3 separate regions of the Mus musculus genome follow, and regions 1 and 3 are each linked to region 2. Evidence: chromatin contacts called from public Hi-C and HiCAR-type data. All regions are on one chromosome and are shown on one strand. The core of a region is the stretch at or near the end of the contact, and the rest is flanking DNA. Distances in the headings are between cores, read along the strand shown. Region 1 has its middle 180 kb from the start of 4930583P06Rik. Region 2 has its middle 30 kb from the start of 4930517E11Rik. Region 3 has its middle 190 kb from the start of Sema6d.

What was found. Hi-C and Micro-C count contacts between places; a contact is called where the count stands out from the background. HiCAR-type assays count read pairs that join an accessible place to other places.
Region 1: a contact with region 2 is called in a HiCAR-type map of astrocytes, with 6 times the contacts expected there. The contact joins two enhancer-like sites. A contact is called at or near these places in 8 of 39 promoter capture datasets (the 3T3-L1 cell line, 3T3-L1-derived adipocytes, embryonic stem cells and 4 more) and 3 of 115 datasets of contacts at active chromatin or transcription factors (astrocytes and embryonic stem cells).
Region 3: a Hi-C map of the N1E-115 cell line shows a contact between it and region 2, with 2.2 times the contacts expected there. The contact joins two enhancer-like sites. A contact is called at or near these places in 5 of 39 promoter capture datasets (the 3T3-L1 cell line, hippocampal neurons, liver and 1 more), 5 of 484 Hi-C or Micro-C datasets (the N1E-115 cell line, adipose-derived mesenchymal stem cells, cardiomyocytes and 2 more) and 3 of 115 datasets of contacts at active chromatin or transcription factors (astrocytes, embryonic basal ganglia and heart atrium).

Annotation. Positions count from the first base shown.
Region 1 is chr2:124,400,317-124,404,487 of GRCm38.p6, forward strand. It overlaps a transcript of Sema6d not described here. Among named protein-coding and RNA genes, the nearest start is that of 4930583P06Rik, 180 kb to the left of the region's middle. Within about 2 kb of position 1,890, at least 6 of the 459 cell types and tissues checked have an H3K27ac peak or open chromatin away from gene starts, as enhancers often do. A contact at or near this core is called in astrocytes, where this site is marked.
Region 2 is chr2:124,098,235-124,102,600 of GRCm38.p6, forward strand. It overlaps a transcript of Sema6d not described here. Among named protein-coding and RNA genes, the nearest start is that of 4930517E11Rik, 30 kb to the right of the region's middle. Within about 2 kb of position 2,872, at least 22 of the 459 cell types and tissues checked have an H3K27ac peak or open chromatin away from gene starts, as enhancers often do. A contact at or near this core is called in the N1E-115 cell line and astrocytes, where this site is marked.
Region 3 is chr2:124,465,768-124,469,933 of GRCm38.p6, forward strand. It overlaps a transcript of Sema6d not described here. Among named protein-coding and RNA genes, the nearest start is that of Sema6d, 190 kb to the right of the region's middle. Within about 2 kb of position 1,519, at least 15 of the 459 cell types and tissues checked have an H3K27ac peak or open chromatin away from gene starts, as enhancers often do. A contact at or near this core is called in the N1E-115 cell line, where this site is marked.

The DNA of each region.
Region 1 (4,171 bases), core at 640-3,139, 300 kb after region 2:
TACACTCCCTACAACTTGTGCCTTTGTCATGAGCCATGCTGCTAAAAATGCGTGAGTACCCTAAGAATTCTCTTACTCTTTCCACACTTTACAACTTTTATAGAACTGGCAGCATAGAGGAGCAATGGTGGACCTAGAGAGATGGGGCAATGTGCCCACAGTCAGGGGTTAGTTGCTAAAGAAGCCACAACTAGAGCCCAGGTCTCCTGAATCTCAGTGTTTGGTTTCTCCAACACATTGCCCTGCTCTTCTCAGGATCATAGAGAAAAGCAAAGGTTTGACCCATCTGTCTAATGCAGAACATTTAGTGGGTAGAGTAAGAAGATACTGTTAAGGTTTTGTTAGTAGTAGAAGGCTTTACAAGGATATCTGTCAAATGTTCATGCATCAAATTATGTTCTTTCTAGCACTGAGATTTTTATATATTGAGCACAGGAAATGTTTAACTCTGAACTAATGCAGACACTGTGTGAAATGAGAAATGATTGTTGAAAAGCTTCCCAAACTGTCAGAGCTTCAGAAGTCTCCTCTGAAGACTTTGAAAGCCACCCCTGTTCTTGGCATTACCATGCATACTCATCTAAAATGATGTCAACTGCTGATCCACTGAGAGTCTGTTCTGCCCCTGTTAAATTTCTCAGGTGATTTAAAAGGCCAGTAATGACTTTTCTTAGGGTAAAGGTCTGTTGATAAAGCACTAACTTCAGTGCTCGCCTGAACTGAGTCTTTATGATTTGGTCATAGGGTGTTCTTCTCCAACACCAGCACAAGATGGCCCTCGTTGTTATCTCAGCTTTATCATCAAGGAGAAAGAGACTTAGAGAGGTCCAGTAACCTAACCAGGCATCAAATTAATAAGTGACAGAACTGTGTCTTACCCTCAGGCTGTTAACCTCTACCCCCTAGTGCTTCACGCTCAGATCGAAGGACATATATGTCTGACCTTCTTATTAAGCACTTAAGTTGTGCCATGTACTGTGATAAATTCCACGGTTGCAGCTCTCAAGATGGAACAAGAGGCCAAGCCATACATTCAATCCTGCCCAGACACCGAGGCTGCTGGCAGTTCCAGTGGTGGGGAAGGAGCAGAGCAAGCCATCTTGTTCACACTGTGTGTGGAGGTAAAGCTGCAGTTCTCAGACTGTGGACCTGGAGAGATGGCTTGAACACTACTGCTTGCCTTAGGAGACAGCATCAATATCTCTGCTTCTGTCTGCATACAAGATTACATAAACACACACACACACACACAACCTGTGCATATATCACATTACATCACACCAGAGATCCAAGCCTCATGTTTCCTCTGAGATCAAACTTCTTTTCTCTGTTTTCCCCTCATTCAGAAAGGAGCCAAACATCACTTGAGCTCACTTAAAATCCTTATGATGTGAGCAAAAGGGTGGACAATCCCAACCTCGTGTATATACTGTAGCTTGAACTCTAGCCCGCCACTCATTGTCTCCTAACCCCAGGCCGATTTTCTGTGACTGAGGAAGAGACTTTGTTGTAGGAAACAGATCTCGGGTGCCTGTTGGTAAAGGCATGTGAGCACCTCCCAAGACCCTGTGGGGCTCAGTTTCCATGGCAAATGCAGGAGCCCTTGGCAGTTTGAGTAGACGCCTGCCCTCTCTCCTTCAGTGGCAGCCCAGCAATAGCTCACTGGGAGATCAGAGATACTGCCAGTTGGTGGCTCAGCAGAAAAAGGGCCAAGGTTTCCCCTTTCTGTAAAGAGTTTCAAAGAGGGGTTTTGCCACTTTCTTTGCACCCGAATTCAAGAGCTGTGGTCCTTCCCAATTTCTGAATTCTTCATGGAGTCTCCAGGCAGGCTTACTGGTCAGGACACAGCAGAACCTGGCTGGCTGCCTCTGACCTTGCCTCCCCCACCCTGCCTAAGAAGCCCTGAGTTGTCCCACAGCCTAGGCAACCAACTCCTTCTCTCTGTCCCCTCTCCAGTGGAGAATTTCAGAGCCAGAAAAGAACTCATTCCACCCCTTGTAAGGGAAGAAGAAAACCTGAATTTCTCTATTTTGTTTAAGACTGTTAGAAAATTCAGGGAGCCACAGCCTAGAAAGACAAAACATTTTCCTCCCACCCCCACCCCACTCCAAGACAGCAAGCAACAGGCAACTGCAGACATCAGACAGGTGAGCATTCAAATCGGAGCTTTATTTTTGATAAAGCTAATTAGAGAATATCATGTTGCCTTGATGCACCACCAAATAGACCAAATACTTGTCTTAACATAGCCTCTAAACTAAGCTAGCCCCTACTGTCACCATGACCAGAGAGATGATGTCTATATAACTGTCTCCTCAGACAAGTCTCCCAGTATGAAATAAAGGAGAAAGGCTACCTGAGGCATGCTCAGACACAGCCTCAACTTCTCCAGCTGCTTCAGTTTGATTGCTTTTGTGTTCCACTTGAGGAGAGGACTGGGCATTCCCTTGCTGTGAGCTGGGGCAGGCCTGGAGCAGGAAAGGTTTTCCCTAGGAGGAGAATGTGTATCTTTGCTGTAATCTCAGCTAGGACACACTGAGGTCACCAGGCAGAGGCATGGAGGAAAGGCAGGCTTCCAGTGGTCGAGCACACTAGCGGCCAGGAAAATGACCAATCAATTCAGAAAAAAGGATCTGGGCAACTTTACCTGTGAGCACGAGGGCACTAAGACACGGGGAAGGAAAGGGCATGAGTCTGGATGAATGAAGGCACTGCAAGGCAATCAGCTGTGTGTCACACTATAGGATGCGCAGCATCTTCAGTGTATGTGTGAGGGCAGAATAGGCTCTTAAGCCTATACCACAGCCAATGGCCTATGAGACAGGAGTCAACACAAATCAACATGAAAGTCAACACAAATGCGAAAGCAATGGATACCTTTAATAAAATAGTTGGCCGAGATCTTTCATAGAAAGCAATGTCCAAGTACAAAGCCAACAAAAGGTACTATGAGGTAATGTGAACATGTCCTATGTAATAACCAGTAAGTACTACAGCATCCATGTCTATATATGTAATGATGATTCATTTATTATATAGACAATGTTAATGTTCTCAGCATAAGCATACAAAAAAACCCAAAAAAAAACAAAGAAAGGTTCAGAATGTCTAATTTATTCCCAGAAAGCTTAGCAACCAAACCAAAATCATGGCAGAGATCATGCATATACATCCATTCACACATAAAAGGAAAATAAATACATACAGCAAGTTGCTAATAATCCGTGGCTGGAGGTCAAGGTTATACATATCCACAATTTTTATTAGATTTTCTTGAAGCTCTTGTGTTATTTTGAAAGTCTCATAAATAAAACCTGCCGGGAGAGAGAGAACAGAGGGAGGCGGTGGGACTGATCAGGAGGAGTTGGGGAATCATCACTGGGCAACGTCGTTCCCTGGGGACTCTGGAAACAGGATGGAAATGCCCTCGGGATTTGGATCTTTGGACACTACACCAGAGAAAAGGATTCAGAATCTCATAGCCGTGGGAATCAAAAGTGAGCAGGAAGCATGAGAAAGAATCTCCTTTTCCTTATTTTATCCCCTGGGCCAGGCAGCTCTGAGAACGTGACCCTAGACCACTGCACTACACATTCTGGGTCTCAAGGGAGCCCCACATCAGAATTTAAATATCTTCAATGCCGAGTGTTATCACTTTGCTTCAAAATCCCTAAGCATCTCAATCTTCTCTCCAGAGGGGGTACCATCAGGTTTGTTTTCTCTTTCCCTAGATCCACCAAATCTCTTGCCTTCTTGTGAGATGTTTGGAATCCTTCTGTGTCTATAGTGGCATCAGAGAGACCTTGCTAAATTTAGCCCAGTTGCTAATTAGGAACAGAGGACATGTAAAGCTCGAGGCTTAAAGACAAGCCTTGGCGGTATTCCAAGACGTGGAATCAAGTCGTCATTTCGACTAGAAGAAAATGCAAGGATGGAGTATTACCTTGGTGACTGTCTTACTCATGTTGGAATGATCATTCCCAGGTCTCCTAAAATGTGTGAGTGTGAGCACGGTGTTAACTATCCTGCTTCCCTTCCAGCAGCCCCTGCTGTCTCCCTTGTGAAATGAAAAGGCAGTAAGGGTGAGCCAGGGAGGGGCAGGGTTGAGAAACTGTATGTTGACTCTACACAGGAAGCTGTTATTGTACGGAGGACTGCGTGTAATGAATGA
Region 2 (4,366 bases), core at 1,622-4,121:
ATGTACCATTGAACACCAAAAGGATAATACTATATACAGCAAACCCTTTAAAAATTATGCTCAGTTTAAAGAAAAAGTGGTGAGAGGTTCTGGTGGAAAGCCATCTCTGTAGTATGGTTAAACTGTCTCCAAAGGCTCCATCCCCACCCCGCATTCCTTGGCCCATGATATCCGTTCTACCAACAGGTCCTTGTCGGATTTCAGTACAGACATATAATAAACCCACTTAATTCTCCATCTCTCCACTGTCCTTCTGGTCATCAGTTCTGGGATGAATGTTGTCCTGCCTTCTTATAGGCTTTCTTCCCACTCTTGCTTTTGCACAATCATCTGAGAGGTTATAATTGTGCACTTTGATCCATGGGCCCTGGGATTGTGCTGAGTCCTAGCATTTTCATTTCCAAGTTATAATCTGGGGTGGGGGCATTCATTGCTTCTCTTCCATGTTTCCATCTGTAAAATTGAAGATGTCGATAGATATCTTCTGAAGTTGTTCAAAAAAACAAGTGATGATCTGAAATAATGCAAGGACTATTATTCCATAGCTATTTGTCAAGACCTGTCCCTTCAAACCCATTTGGAAGTGTCTTCTTGCATTTTGAGGGGAGGGCATCTGTATGACCATATTCATCAACTTTATCTTGCCACTCATGATTCCCTTGTGATTTCCACAAAAATTAAATCCTGTGCTGCCACAGACCCCTGGCTACTGCTTTTCTGTAAGTCCCTCCTTGACTTTGCTCTCCACAGACTTCTGCCATTCTTTTATCATTCATTTCTTTCATAAACTCCATCACCACTTCAGACTTGTGTCTCAGTTGATGCTTCTTTGTATCAGATGACTAAAATTCAAAACCTGTCATACAAAGTCAATGTCTACCATGTGGTATTTTAGGTGGTGGTGGTGGTAGTAGTGGTGTGTGTGTGTGTGTGTGTGTGTGTGTTCCTAATAGCTAACATAGAGCCTAAGCATATGTTAATAACTAAGTATATATGGCTGGGTGAGTAAGTGAGACAGAAGGAGGAAAGATGCCTAGTATATTTTTAGAGCTTTATTAACATTTTCAAGCTCTGAGAAGAGAGAGAAATTTGATAATAATATTTATTTTTATTTTAGTTTTGGTATGTATGTCATTAAAGTGCTTCTCAAAATACAGGTAGTGCATTTTGAAAGAGGTAGAGAATTTGGTGGAAGATGTCCAGTGAAAAAGAATATTCTAGATTGAAAATGCTTCCAGGAGGTAGCTGGGGGTAACTGTCCAGGCATTCAAGAGAAATATCAGACCAACAAAGAGCCCAGATAGAAATACTACACAAGTATAATTTTAAAATAAGTTCTATAGAATTTTACTGCTTCACATTAGATAATGTTACTTTGTGTACACAATACCCAGATGAGTAGATAAAACCAGCTTTAGTTATTGGGTATCATAAAATAAAAACATAGCTATATTCTTCCTTGGACTCAGCTGTTTTTTTTTTAAATGGAAGCCATTCAAACATGGATATGAGTATTGTGACTGTGTCTCTCTACAGATGGACTTTTTTTCTTTCAAGGAACAGTACATGTGGGAAAATATATTTTCTTCATTGTTTCTGATCATAAAGTTGTGACAATACAGTTTTATGGAAGGCAGTGCTCTTTTGGTCTTGCCAGGAGGTGTCACTACAGCTCTCTGACTAACAGCACATCCAGTAGGGACCAATTGGTACTCACCTGCATCTTCTCAGAGGCCCAATGTTCTCTCTGCTGGGTTACCCGGAGGAAATGCAATAGGACAGTAGAATTATTTCCAGAATCCTATTTCCCCAAACAATTATTTTTAGGTTGTGAATTAGTTGAAACTAAAAACCCAAACCAAAACAAATGTCTTTACTATTTTGGAAGTAAGTACTATACTTTCTTTTGAGTAATGATCAAACATTGTGAAAAGAAAGAGCAAGAAGCAGAGGAAGGGAAATAGGTGGGTGTAGACTTCTGAAAGAAGTGAAGCCCACAGTGATAGCCCAGGGTGACAGCCCAGGGTGACAGCTTGCCCTGGAGCATCTCCTGACTCAGTGTTTTCTCTCTTGCCTGACTTGGCAGTTGGGCAGTTGGTATTCTGTGTCCTGCCTCTTTTTCCTATCTGGATAAGTCTAATTTTCAAAAAGCTTGTATTAAGAGTTATATACCATCTTTACTTGTTGATTAGTATAATTTCAGTCTCCTCCACAATGTGATAAGATGGGGTAGTTACTGTATTTTCCTATGTAAGAAAAAAATGGACATTGGAAAAATATTGTACACAGCACCCATGTGTACATCATACTTTTATGGGGATTAGGGATTTGACCCATCGGATTTCAACAGCCACTAAAGAATTGTCCCCCTACAGCAGGTGTTCTTTCTGTCTTTTTCTCTGTGTGATCCTGACTGAATTGGAGCTCCACACAATACCCAGTGCTCACTTTGTGTGAACAACACACCTTGAAGGTGTGGCTTTCTCTTTCCTTGTATGTAGTGCTTCGTGAAGAGTCTAGACATTTTGAAAAGTGACCTGATATTTCTGTTTCTAAAATGACACATAAGACCCACAACAATGACCAATAAAGTGGGTGGATGAGACAAAAGATGTGCTCAAGGGTGAGCCTCCCCAGCCTTGAGTCTGGAAAGAAGGAAAGACTGTGGCACACTTGGCTTCACCTAGTGCCGCTGCCTCCACGTGGTCCACTAATCAATGAGCCATGGGACAGAAAGGCTCAGCTTTTTTGTCAAGTAGTAAAACAGAATGGGGGGCTTAGCTCAGCCCGAAGGGTCTCTTTGACTGTTGGGAACAGACTGGCGTTCGTGGAGCTGTGTTTCCTGCCGCCCTCCAGGTGGCAGCCTGGCCCCGCTGTTAGACATGCTCTGGTTTCAACCATTTTTAACATTGCCAGACTCAGGACTGTTTCTCAGCACATTTAATTCCCTGGGAATGATGAACTGCGCTTCAGCTCACTGCACCCTAGGGTGATTGAGCCTGCAGTATTTTGGAATCTGCAGAGACTTTTTGGGCTGTCATTTGATTGAAAAAAGCTGCCATATTTTGGATATTTTGTCCCCTTTAGAGCTGTCCTGGCAGACTGTATCTGCCCAGAAGCAATCTATAGGAGAACACTTTAAAAGCATATATATACTTTCTCTTAAAATATGAGGAACTTAAACAAGCTTACAATTTATTCCATTATTTGATCTTCTATCTATTTCATGGCTTTGTTCTTCTTTGGTTCTGAAATAATATTTCTTTCCACCTGACTTAAAGCAAATCCTCTCTAGAAGGTAGCTTATGTTAATTGACTGAGTATTTTGAAAGAATGCAGGCAGAGCTATGTGGAATGTCTTAATTTAAATGAAGCTGTAAGCCTTTTCATATTGTAAGCAGAGGTATTTAAAAGTAAGATGATTAGAAACTGCTGAAGTTGCACACAATTCAAGAGAATGTGAAAGACGTTAGAATGAGCGGCTGGCACAGGGCTGCAGTGTCCGTGTATTCTAAATATACATGTAATATCAATTATGGAAGAAAACCAACAAAGGATCTTAGGCTTGTCAGCTTGCATTTGTGTGGCTGCTTCTTTTCATGAGAATTTTTAGTAACTGGGAAAAGTGCCAGATACTAAATGCTGGAAAACGACACATGAATAGGATATAGTAGATCTTAGCACTGTTGAGGGGGAAAAAAAAGTCACTTACGAGTTTAGAAAGCTTTTCTCTGTCAGTGTGGCCAAATTCGCGCTTTGATTTGCAGTGGTTTAGACTTATAAGTCACCTGTGGTTGGCTTTGGGCCATGGTTAGTAGCATCTTCAACGGAATCTTCTAGATAACTTCTGAGAACCATTGTTCTCTACCCCTGTGAGATTTGATCCCCTGCCATAAAACATTCTCTCAAGGCAGCTTGTAAGAGCATATAAGCTTGTGTTCTATACAGAACCTTAGATTCTAGATGTGGAAAAAACCTAGCTTTACTGACTCACCATTAGCCGACAGTGAATTTGGTCTCTGAAAGCTGATAGTGTAGTGAACCATTAGGAGAATGGCAGGGATGGGCCTCTCCACTTCTCTTTTCAAGTTAGGTTGTAGCCATTGACTGGGATGTTAATCTATCTGTCTTTTTGTGAATTTTTAATTTAAGTATTATAATTGTGTCTTGTCATTTTGTGACATCTTAGGGCAGAATGTGAACTTGGGGAGGAGGTGATTAGTTGACTGAAATAAGTCCAAGACTGGTTGGTCATAGCCTCCGGTTTAGTGACTCCAACAAAATCAGCAAGGGAAGGCTAATTCGCAACAAGCCCAAAGTCTTCTTTGATGGTGCATGCATTCCTGGAAGGACTTCACCAGCCTAC
Region 3 (4,166 bases), core at 269-2,768, 370 kb after region 2:
TTGTGTGAAACAATTACATGACCTTTTCCCCTGTGATAAAATGTTTCACTGGAGGTAGTCTTTTCATTACAAGTTCCTGATAGCTTTATCATTTAACCAGAATGGACTTGCATAACTTTTTTTCAGGAATGTTTCCTTGCCCATACTTATTGTTGTACTAAAATTCACTCCTAGAGTGTATACAATCTGGAACTTATCGATGAAAGACACAGATATCAGCTGTAAGTTGAAATTTAGGAAAGACAGAAATGACGTAATACTATTCAAGTGCTGCTGGCCTCAGCAGATTGGCCTGTCGAATCCCAGGGTGGTGATGAGATAACACATTCCTAGAACTGATACTAATATAGGACAAGATAAGCCTCAGAACCTTTGGAGGTCGTGACTGTGTCCAGGGAGCAAAGGAAAGTAGGGTGAGTGTTCCCACCAGTACCCCACCAATGACAAATTCATCCCCAAACTAGACTATCTGACATCAGAGTCCCAGAAACACACTGTCTCCCGCCCCCTACAACCCCGCCCCCTGAGCATGACTCAGGAGGAGTAACTTTTCAGTTCAAAGTCACCAGGTCCCTGGAAAGCCATTGGGAAGACATTTATTCTCTTGTTCCATCAAGGATTGAACTGGGAGGTTTTTAAGATATAAGATAGCCAGGTCATTCTGAGATTGCTTGTATTCAGTGGCTCCTAATGCCATGACCCTTCAATACAGTCCTTCCTGTCCTGGTGACCCCCCCCCAACCATAAAATTGCCTTTGTTGTTACTTCATTACTGTAACTTTGCTACTGTTATGAATCATAGTATAAATATCTATGTTTTTCCATAGTCATGGGTGACCATGGCAAAATGATCATTCAACCGCCAAAGGGGTCTCGACCCACAGTTTGAGAACCACTGTTTTTAATTCAAATACTCCTTGGACCAGCACTAGGCACTATGGAAAACTTTCAAGCTGAGTTTTCTCTGGTTTGGTTAACCCTCACTAAAATTTTGCATCCAGACGATGCCATCTCTTTCTTCCATCACATATCAATCCAGAACAAAATAAGTCCTATGCGGTCTTCAGATCTGAACATATAACTCTTCCCTTTTGCTCTTGAGTCCTCACTACCTACATATTTTCTGTGCATGTGAATTGCTGTGCCCACACAAATATATCTTGCTATTTGTGCACACATGTAGGTTTGCTATCGCCTACAGAAGAAACCTGCTGTCAGCAAAAGGATTAATTGTGTTTCTGTTTTTGCTTCTATTCCCTATGCTAGGGTTTTTGTCAGAGTAAGAATCTGTGCCTTAATTATAAATATTAGTAAGCAAGAATATTTGCATTTTGCAAATGTATTTCCTTTTTTTGTAATCTCTACAACAGAAAACCTAGGCTCATAAAATACAATCTTTGCTTGCATAATTTTCATTCCTTTTGCCCTAATAGTTTGCTTTCAGCAGCAAGGGGGAAGAAAGCTCTGAAAGCTTATGGGTTCATCCTAGCAATCACCATTAATCTTGGCTTTTCTTGTTTGCTAGAAGACCAAGCTGACATGTGTCTGGACTTTCTCACCATTTCTCCAGCCACATTTCACAGTTCTATAAAAGTCCCTTTCAGCAAAAGATGGCAGGAGAGTCACAGGGCTTCATGAGTGTTTTCAAGAAAAGCGAAAGGATAATTTACAGGGCATGGAAGGCTGGTATTTGGGGTGGGGCATAGAATATGTTGAAGCTAAGATATAGCATCTTTAATTCAAGGGTTACTTCAGAATTATTTCATTGCATCTTGGGATTGAAGGTCCCCTGGGGAAAGAGTCTTAACCCACACAGTCCAGGGTGGATGGGGGTGAACATGGAGGAGTACATAGGAACTGGACAATGACTGAGGAATGGTGGCTAAAATTAGCTTCTCTTCCCCTCCCTTGTCATGAGAAGACAGCCTGCCTGCCTCTCCAGCTGGCTCTGCTTGAAGTCAGAAGTTAACCTTTTCTCTGCCTTGGCAAAGACGAAGCATGCTCTACTCTTGCAAGTCTAGTTAGATTTTCTTAAGTAGGAAAGGAAAGAAATCTACAGTGTCCATTAGTTTTGTTTCCCCCAATATGAGTATAAAGGAGAGAATGCAAATGCTGAAAATATAAATGTGGTATCTGGTGTTTAATACATCAATAGTAACTGCATTTGTACAGACTTTTATACACAGTAGTGGTGCTATCAGCAATTTGCATGTGTGATATTATTTCTCGCTACAAATAGCCCTCAGAGCGACTTTACGGGTGCTGATGTCGTGTGGATGAAGAAAGTGGGTCATGGAAGAAATTTACCCTGATTTCCTAATGAATGACTAGTGAGACACAGAGGTCCTGTGACTCCAGGTCTTGCGGCGCTGTCTGTTTCACTGAGCTATCCAAAATAAGGGAATGAGCCTGGCATCAACTAGATTTTCTAAGTAGTGTATATAGACAAGTCAAATGTCTGTGTACATGCTTGGGAAATAACTATTGGAAAGTTTACCTTTATTCTCACCATGAGCCAGATAACTATTTAGCCTCTGATTCGCCTTCTATTGCCATTCCTTCAGATATATGCCTGTGTGTCTGTGTGTGTGTCTTTGTGTGAATGCACATATTCACTAAAATTTGAAGCATGTAGAAAAGTTGCGTATAGATGGCATGTGTGCCACAGAAGACTCAGGGAGTAGCCAATGGATAATTACACTTCAGTGTAATTATAATACTTGTGTTTTCACAAGCAGGAGTAGAGGAATGAGGCTACTTCTTAAAGTGCAGTCTGGAAAGAATAACAAGACAATTCAGCCACAAACAAAGGCGTGTATTCTGTCTAGGAACATATTCTTTTATCGGAAATATCTGTCTCTTATGCTTTGGGGGAAAATTGTTCTGGAAGGAACAATTTATGATACTGAGGAGGTGTGGTCACAGGAGTTTTGGAGGACAGGATATGAGTAGCCAAGATACTTGTTTCAACACAGAGACCAGACTTCACTAGGACAAGTTAGGGTTAGGTTGGGGATTACCTATATATGCATTTTTAAAAATATTACCAGCTTTTGATACCCCCATGATAAGAAAAAAAAAAAGGCCTCTTTTGCAAAGTGGAGAAAACAGGCATTGGTGGGTTCATAAAACCATGTGCATCAAATTGCTCGTGTTAAATCAAATGTTCATTTTGCTTGGGAAGTGGCATGTGACTCTGCCACGTAGTAATTACATGTGCCTGAAGATGACTTGGTAATTTGTACTTAATAAGACCAAAAATAATTACCCTGTACTCCAATCTAGAAAACATAAATAGTCGTAAATATATGGTACTCACCATGCAATTACTTTGCCACTCCACTCAACTCTCCATCAGACGTGCAGTTACTGAGGACGTAAAGAATCATAACAAAATATTCTCTGTTTCACTTGATGAGCCGAAGCAGCCCAACCACAACATTCGCATTCCCAGACACTTACTTAGGCTAAGACTTTAAATCGGAGGAGTTTTAAGGAGAAAAGTAGGCCTGAGCTCTTTGGGGGCTTTTTTTATGTGACCTTTTACTTAGTTCTGCTAGAAAATGTCCCCCAAATTTAAACAATTTTCAAAGCCTTGAGGATTGTGCCATGATCCACCTGTCTGGGATGACCTTTCCAAACAGTTTGTACTCTGTTATCTGACTTAGTAGACTGATTACATTCTAAGTCGGAAACATAATTACGTGGAGAGGAGGGATGGCAGCTAGGTGCCCACACCGACCAGAATGCTCTCCTGTCTAACAGATGGGTTCTTCCAGCACTGAGCTCTGGAAGGCTCCTAGTGCCTGCCCACATCTGGATCTAGTCTTTCCCAAGACTAGAAAAGCAAGGGACCTAGGTGGGTACCCCATCTCCTTTAGTCTTGTGTGTCATTCACACTGTGCAATGTCAGGGAACACAGTGATGTTTATGAATATGTATGTCTGAGGTGGAGAAAGGGGGAAATATATATGTCCTCTCAGCAAAAACATTTGGCACACATACAAACAGACAGAGACAGAAAGACCATTTTGGATAATGATATGTATTTTGAGACATTAAATCGTGGGATATGGTTGAGAAGACCTGTGTGAACTAGGGCATTTCTCCTTTGCCTTGAGTAGGCACTGAAACAGGTCTGAGAAAGTCCATATGAGCTGAACTGA